2 separate regions of the Mus musculus genome follow, and region 2 is linked to region 1. The links are chromatin contacts, called in public promoter capture Hi-C maps. All regions are on one chromosome and are shown on one strand. The core of a region is the stretch at or near the end of the contact, and the rest is flanking DNA. Distances in the headings are between cores, read along the strand shown.

Region 1 (3,842 bases), core at 1,046-3,545:
TTTAGGGATTTTTTTGTAACTTGGCTGCTTGGTAAACTTTAGACAATGTCAAGTTTAGATACATCCATTACAATCAACATCATAGTCTCTGACTGTAGAGCAAATTTTAAAAAACAAACTCTTCTATAAAACCTTCATCATGGGAAATTCCAAAGTCTTTTAGGTGACCTCATAGATGGAAAGAAAACAGTAATGAAAACCAAAAAGTTTTTAAAATTCCAGCTAATTTTCATATGCAGAAATGGATAGCACAGTTTATTGCTCACAGAAACTAGCTGTTGCATTTGAGTAAGACAGCTGGCTAGTCCACTCAAAGCCAACTCATCAAATGGCCAGGTAACCAAATACCAAATATGTAAGAAGTTAAGCTCTCTGAATAGCAATGTACTGAACAACTAATTGGAATTACTAAGTTTCTTTTTTAATGTATTCGATTTCTATTCCATCCCTTGAGCTCATGTGAAATTGTTGAGATCAAACTAGAGCTACTTATGTTAAACTGATAGAATCACTATGTCAACCACTGACAGAAAATGTCAAGAAGCCCTGGTGGTAAGGATGGGGTTTCCTCACACATATCTGCTGATAGCAAGAATGGCCACAAAAAACTGCCAAGACCACAACCTTGCACAAATGCCATAGCAACCTTGTAGGGAAAAAGCTCTTCTACAAGGCTGCCCACCCAGCAAGTGTCTGCCCAAAGCTGGACTAACAACACCTTTGTTATAGCCAAGGACTATCATTTCAAAACAACTCTGCAACCTTGCTCATTTTAGAATGCCAGCACTCATGATGCAGAGGCTGGTGGAGCTCTGTGAGTTCAAGGTCAAACTGGTCTTGTTACAAAGCAAGTCCACAATAGCCAGGGCTGGTTACACTGAGAAACCCTGCCTCAAAAAAAAAAAAAAAAAAAAAAAAACAACAACAACAAAAAAAACAACAAATATAAAATCTTTTCCCTTCCCTGAACACAATCATTGTTTGTCATGGTATCACATCCCAGACTACCACCCCTGTTATCTGGAGTAAAACTTTTTAATGTAAAGATTATAAGGGCTGGTGTGGAGGCAAAAAATAGTCAAAAGGGTAATGAATGGGCAGCAGTTGTTTCTGTAACTTTAACAACTGGCCATTCAGCCAGTTTGATGGTGTAAGCTCTTCTTAGTGACAGATGGCCCAAATCTCCAAATGTTGCACCAAGCCCAGACAGGAGGACACTTAAAGCAAAACAGCGTCAAGACACTTCACATGCTGTAAATTATGTCTTCCTTTTTTCTTTTTGAAAGGTTTTGAGAGGATTTTGTGGCTTAGGGATCATAGGTCCCTGGCTTGAGGCCTAGGACTTACCCTGAGATGCTACTGGAGATGGACTGAACTTTCAGTTTTCTTTTTCCATGCTGCGGTCCTGTCCTTAGAGTGTGAAGGAAGAAATTCACTCAGCTGTGCTGGGCAGTAATGTTAGTGGTCTCTGCTCGATCATGTGTTCTGGCATGCCAGCATACAAAGCCAGTATGCCAGTGGAGCCCACGTAGGCCAGAGTCACTAAAGAGCTATGCTGGGGTGGCTAGGGAGAAATCGTCCTTCCTCGGATCGCAGATAAGGGGACGCCCCTGCAGACATTTTTAGGAGTGGAGAGCCGAGAACAAGTCCTGGGTATGGTGGCTTCTGCTGTGGCTCCAAGCACCTGTTTCAAAGCTCCAAAAACTTCTCTTTGAGTTTTTCCCATACAATGAAGGGAAAGACGAGGGCTCCAGGAAGGAAAATGAGCCTCAAAGTGCAGCCTAAGGACTATGTCTGCACCACAGAGACAGCAGCACAAATGAATCCAGAGATGGGGCACACACTTAGTCCACACATCATACATATATTTAAGCCTAGCGTTTGTCAGGAACTACTGGGGCCGCCACCATCAGTGGGCAACACGAGCAAGCAAATAGTCACATAAAATGTAGTGATGCAGATCAGTGTAGCGGTGAGCCACTGTGCCCTGGCCCTCAGCCACTCAGGGTCGGGTTTACGTGACTGCAGCCAACGGGAGAAACTGGTCCCTTTTTATCCATGCATCCTAACCTGGCACCTGTACAGGGCGCACTCAGAAAGCGCCGGATGCTAAAGAGAACGGAGGAGTGGATGGTTGGTTATTTGGATGAACGGTTGTTTGCACCTGAGCATGCGCAAGCCGCAAGCTCGACAGGATGTAACTAACCAGTGCCAGGCGGGTGCCTGAACCTGAGGAGCTAGAGGTGTGAGGGACGGAGCAGTAAAGGAGAACCCCGCCACACCCCCTGAAGCCACGCCCCAGGCACGGCGCCCTCTGGGAAGTGTAGTCTGCGCTTGCGTCGTTACCGCTGTGAGGCTGGGGGCTGCGGGCGGAAGCGGGACCACCCCTCCCGGGATGCGAAGCGCCAGACCGACCCAGACGAGCCAACTCTGCGGTTCTCGGTGTAGCGAGTTCCCCGGCCCCGCTTCCTGTCGTGCAGAACTGGGCCGCTGTCCCCGAGGGTCTCGAGGGTCTCGGTGCAGCCTCCAGCCAGAGCCGCACCGGAAGCTGGGTGGGCCAGGGAGTCGCGAAGCTGAGTTCCGCCATGGCGCTCCAGGTAAGACGAGCCGTTGCGGACCGACGAACGCCGCGGTCGGGCTTCTTGGTGCAGCGCAGTCCCCAGGGCAACAGGCCCGGGAGGATCCGTCACCGCCGACTTTGAGCTCGAGTGAGCCGATCAAGGTCGGCCAGTGCCCAGAATTCCCTAACCAGAAGTCTAAGGCTCTCCCCTTCTCCCAGGACACACGGACCTGGAGCTTTTTTTCTACCTGGGGAACTCATTCCTTTGGCTTTTCATTACAAGATCGTGAGAGGGTGTGCACGACTGAAGCCTCAGCAGGTCTTGGGGGAATAACTAAATCTGACATTTATTTTTGTTAAGATACGTAATCCCCGTGAATTGGGCCGGAAAAGTGGGGAGAAAGAAAACAGATCGAAGTTAATGCTGGTAAAATATGTCAGTCCCAGAGCTGAAGAAGAGCCACATCAGTTGTTGTGGCCTAGGTACAGTTTCGGCAGGATCGTGGGCTGTGAAGATGCCAGGGCAGTTGCTGCACTGCCTTCTGGGTAGACACCCAGAGTCAGATGTGCAATTTTGGTCCACGAGCTTTGGCCAAACTTAGGCAACTGTGTTGAGGTCGTGGCTGGACATCACTAATACCCCACAAGAATCTCAGGAGAAACGATAAGCCAGGTAAATCGAACATTGTCTGGCCTGGAAGCGTCTTTTTTAGCTATGGCTAACAGGTAGCCCAAGACTCTTGCTCAGATACTCCCACTGGCCCCATCCTAGAGTCTGCTTATTTGGGTTTTCTGTTCTGTAGATGAGGGAATTGAACCACAGATCTCTCCAACCTGATGTTCAAGGAAGAGTATTCATATACTGCATAGAGAAGATGGTCAGGCACGGTCTCTGAGAGTACAAGGTCCCAGGCTAAGGAAGAGGGGCAGAGATGGTCTAAGATCTTTATGTTCATTGTGACAGGGGTGACAGAATCACAGGGGTGTGTGCACAGTCTACAGTTGGGGACAGTGAGTAGCAGCCATGGTACAGGGTCTGACCCTGGTAGCCTGAGGCATGCTGGGGCAATGGGGCTAGGCTGATACAAGACTGAGTGCTGAAACTAAAATTTCATACAGAGACTGACACAGTTTCTTAGGAAGCCATCATGGGAGTTATGAGCAAGGAGATTGATCATCTACAGTGGTCCTAGTTAATCCTGGAAGGTTTTCTTCTGATGATTGGGCAGAGGTCCAGATGGCAAGCCAGCGGTAGCTGTTCTGAAGTTAATCTCCCCATCCA
Region 2 (4,234 bases), core at 1,696-4,195, 2.2 Mb after region 1:
CTCCCAAGTGCTGGGATTAAAGGTGTATGCCAACACCACCCGGCAATTCCAGGGCTTTATTTCTTTACACATTAGTTAAAATGTGCCCTGGAAAGTTGTTACAAAAACTTGGGACTCATCAAGTGTTATTACAAAGCTATCTCTGAAGGACCTACAAAGTAAAAAGCTTATCAGGGCTGGAGAGGACTCAAGAGCACTGGCTGTTCTTCCAGAGGACTCAGCCTGGACTGCGCCCACTGCAGATCCCGCTGTAACACCAGTCCCAAGGAATCCAACACCCTGGGTTGGCCTTCAAGTGTAGTGCACAGATATACATGCAGAGAAAACACCCATACATACAAAATAGGTCCAAAACAACAAAAAAAAAATTCCTACCCATCAGCCCAAAACTCCAAATTACAGAAAACTTTCCAAACTTGTTTCCAGATTGTCCTCAATTTCTTGTATAAAGTAAGATTTGTCACAAAGTGCTGCCTCTGACCTGAGGCCCAGTTAATCATCTTCTACACGTCTGAAGTCACGATGAGGTCTTTCTCCAGCCTTTTCACCCCCACAAAGACACCACTATCACTCATTTCCCTGCCATTCTCTATAAAATTTAGGACCACTCAGCTAATACATAATTATTCACCTTTATAGATCTCATTCTGGCCAAAGAACGAAGGGTAAAGCGTGGCTGTAGTCGGAGTTGCCCGAGATATCAAGGTAAGAGCACCTAGTACCTTCACTAGACCATGGCTTTATACCAGGGAACATTTAAACAACTAAAGATATGTTAACTGTCATTAAACAAAGCACAATCAAAGGATCACGATCTGTGGTTGTTTTAATTATCTTCTTTCTGCTGATACAAACTATTTCCTTTATTTCCATCTTTCCATCTAGTAAGTTAGCAAAGAGTGCCATTCCTAATCGAATTCCAGTTATGTGTGTTTCTGAGTGGGTATTTAAGGACAATTCTGATTTACAACTTAGTCTTAGAAAATAGAGAATTTAAAAGGCCTAACTTGCTTGTTTCTAAAAGCATTTTAATTTGCAGATCAACTATAAAGAAGTGTTAAATACTCTTTATTTGATATCATACATAAACCACAGTAAATGCCTTTCAATAGTAAAAGGCAACATCCTTGATGTAGGGAATTCTAATTAAAACTGCACTGTCAAGAATAGACAGTTGCCTCCTGGTGGTTAGCCATGACCTGAAAGAGGCCAGTGAACACAAACTGAAACACATTTGAGTCTTCTTGTTTCTGAGACAGTGATAGAATTTTCCCAGTGTTTAAGCATATTCATATGCCCAGTTATATAAATCTAAGTATAAAACCATTTAGTAGGTTTGAGGTGACATGCCCCTATTTATGGAAAGTAAAACATTGCTAATTAAGTCCAATCTTATCTTGAGAAAGGGAGAGCCGTGGTAGCATGTATACAACTGGAACTGTTGCTTTAATAAAGACCGTACCCACTTTATGACAAGTCAGTTTTACTTAAATCAGGACTGTCCAACAAAAACATTGCTAGCCATTCATGATCTGAATTTGGTGTGTGAATTAAATTATGGTGTACATTAAAAGCCATGAGACATTTGTTTTGTAATAAATAAGGCAGTGGAATTACTCATTAGTAGCCTTTTTAAGATAAGCTATTAGGTCTGCCCTTTCTCCCTTCTTCTTAATTCCAGCGAAGATCATTTTTGTTCCAGGGATGTACTTTTTGGGATTCTCCAAATACTCCATCAGGGTATCCTCTCCCCAGGTGATGCCTAAACAGAAAGAGATGCAGAGGTTAAGTGTTTTACACACCTGGTAATTCTGCACTGGTTAACCCAAGCAACCTGTGCTGTGGCTGACAGCAGCTCCCCCCGTTACCTTTGTTCTTGTTGGCATCTGTGTAAGAGAATCCAGCAGCCTGGCCTGTCTTCCGCCCGAACAGACCGTGGAGATTTGGTCCAGTCTTATGCTTGCCTCCCTTTTCCACAGTGTGGCACTGGGCACACTTCTGAACAAAAATCTTCTTGCCTTTTTCAACATCACCCATTTTTAATTCTAAAAGGGAAAAGATCCAACAGTAAAACGTACTACGGATCCCAATGACCATTCAAACCGCTATTCTTATGTCCTCTTAACACCAGGCAGGGTGCTAACTCAGTCCACTTGCAATATTCTTCAATAGCAAATACATCACCTAGGAGACTCTCCTTTAAAGCAAGTCTGTGCTCAAGACAGGTCCATGCCAAGGGAAATGGAAACCCACAGCTCAAACCCCAGTTTCCGAAGAAGGCAAGGTCAAAAAGTCACAAATATGAAACCGGACTCATTAAAGCAAAACCACTACAACTCTTAACATTTCAGAATGCTAAACTGCTGTCAGTGCTGCCGATTAAAGTCACTTCCAAAGATAAGGGAGGCTGGGGGTGATCCTAAGTGCTTCCGCCTGCTCCGGTCTCATTAGGAGGTTAAGTCTCTTCTCTCTTGCTTTAGTCCGGCACGGGAAGGCGAGGGAGGACTGGGGAAGGAACCGTCTCACTCTCACGTTGAGATCCCAGGGGTGACTACGACTTTACAAACCCACCCTCCCAGATGCTTAATCAGGAAAAGAACTGGCCCAGTCCTGAAGGAACAGCAGCTTCTGCTCTCAGAAGGGGCGGCGGGCGAGTTCCTTCTAGAACTCCGGGCCCCGGTCCTACACCCACGCCGCCTCCAGCCGTGCCACAGTTCTGCATGGCTTTGTAGGTTAGGCCTGCCCCGGCCTCCTCGCCCCGTTCCCGGTCCGCATCCCCGTCGCGCGCTCACCGTTCCGGGCTGGTCAACACCACGAACGTTCGGACTCGAAGACAGACGTCCCGCGCTCTAGCCCAAGGACACGCCGGCCCGCGCCTATGTACCGGTGTCGGTGCAACCACACTTGTTCCGCCCGTCCGCGGCCCGACGTGCGGTAGCGCCGTCTGCTGCGCCGTGACGTAACCGCACCTCATTGGCTCCAGGACAGGTTTGTGCGCGCGCATGCGAGCTAGCATGGTAGGATGTGCCCAGAGGGCGCCCTTCCTTCAGAGGCCTCGTTTGCCCGACACTTACGACAGGCCTTAGGACGTAAGGCGTGGACGTGCGTGACGTCACCCTCTGGCCTGCGAGATGGCGAGGGCAAGTAGCGGGGCCGATGCTCCCTTGGGATCCGGGTGTGGCTCGGCTCAGGTAACGCCCGGCCCTAGGACTCCTTCGGCCTCCGCCCACGGGGAGTGCTGAGACTGCCGGCCGGTGTGCTGGCGACCTTTACCCAGGCTTGGTCAAGGCTTCCTGGCTGGCGCAACTGCACTGGCCTCGCAGTGGACGCCTGCTGGTGACCTTTACTCTGTTAAACCATCTTCCTGCTCTCCCAGTGAGAGCCTCAAAGCTGGGGAAGGTACGCACAAGTGGCAGACAGGATCACATCTTACCCAGAGTCCCTGTTTTCTTCCCCTAGTGTTTGTAGAAAACGAGGAGGGTGTGCAGGCAAGCTTTAAGGGAGAAGCAGGATTCGCCTGAGTAGAGGATTCCCGGGAATCCGCTAGACTTGGCATCCCTTCTGACCATATTGGAAATGGAAGTCTCCTTAGCATACTTTCCTGGTGTACTTCAAAACGAACTCACAGACACTTTAAATTCTGCCACTGGACGTTTTCTTCATTACTCCCCTCTCCCAAATTCAGATGAATGTCGGTCCATTCCCTATGTTCTGTCTAGCCTTGACATAGTTTATCGTGTGTTTATAGATGCCTGGTGTGTGCCGGGCCCTTCTCAGTATGAACTCACATATTCTGGTTGAGCTTGTTTATATTCTACCACTTTTCCTTCCGCCATCAGATTAACATGAGATGTTAGAAGGCTGGTCTAAAGTCTCAATAGATCTCTTTCCAGCCACTGGTCCTATCTGCTCAAAGATGTCAGTTTGTGTGAGTATAGTTGTTAGGTATTCCCAGGGATAGTTGATTCCAGAACAATCCCCAGAACCCATACAGAATTCCATGGGTGTTTAAGTCCTTCACATGAAATGATGTAATATTTGTATATAATCTACACAATCTCCCCAATATTTAAATAATTTCTAGATTATAACTTATACTGCCAAATGCAGTGCTGTATGGTGTCACTTAGGGAAAATGACAAAAACGCTAGTCATTCTGTATTGGTGAGAATATTGTAAGCCTAACTACATAGTATGTGATGTGATCTGCTGATTTCTGAAGACATGGATATGG

Evidence for each region. Capture Hi-C pulls out chosen DNA fragments and counts their contacts.
Region 2: a promoter capture Hi-C map of liver shows a contact between it and region 1, with 4 times the contacts expected there. The contact joins the promoter of Cycs here to the promoter of Krba1 in region 1. A contact is called at or near these places in 4 of 39 promoter capture datasets (hippocampal neurons, liver and pre-B cells) and 1 of 9 other capture datasets (liver).

What each region holds. Positions count from the first base shown.
Region 1 is chr6:48,393,291-48,397,132 of GRCm38.p6, forward strand. Krba1 (KRAB-A domain containing 1) reads left to right here and starts at 2,296. Exons shown (of 18, transcript NM_001347152.1): 1 at 2,296-2,597. The coding sequence starts at 2,586. Gm16630 (predicted gene, 16630) reads right to left here and starts at 2,118. Exons shown (of 5, transcript NR_152250.1): 1 at 1,348-2,118.
Region 2 is chr6:50,563,624-50,567,857 of GRCm38.p6, forward strand. It overlaps Cycs (cytochrome c, somatic), which reads right to left and starts at 2,946. Exons shown (of 3, transcript NM_007808.5): 1 at 2,793-2,946; 2 at 1,869-2,045; 3 at 1-1,762. The coding sequence starts at 2,037. The coding sequence ends at 1,614. 5430402O13Rik (RIKEN cDNA 5430402O13 gene) reads left to right here and starts at 3,020. Exons shown (of 3, transcript NR_027892.1): 1 at 3,020-3,399.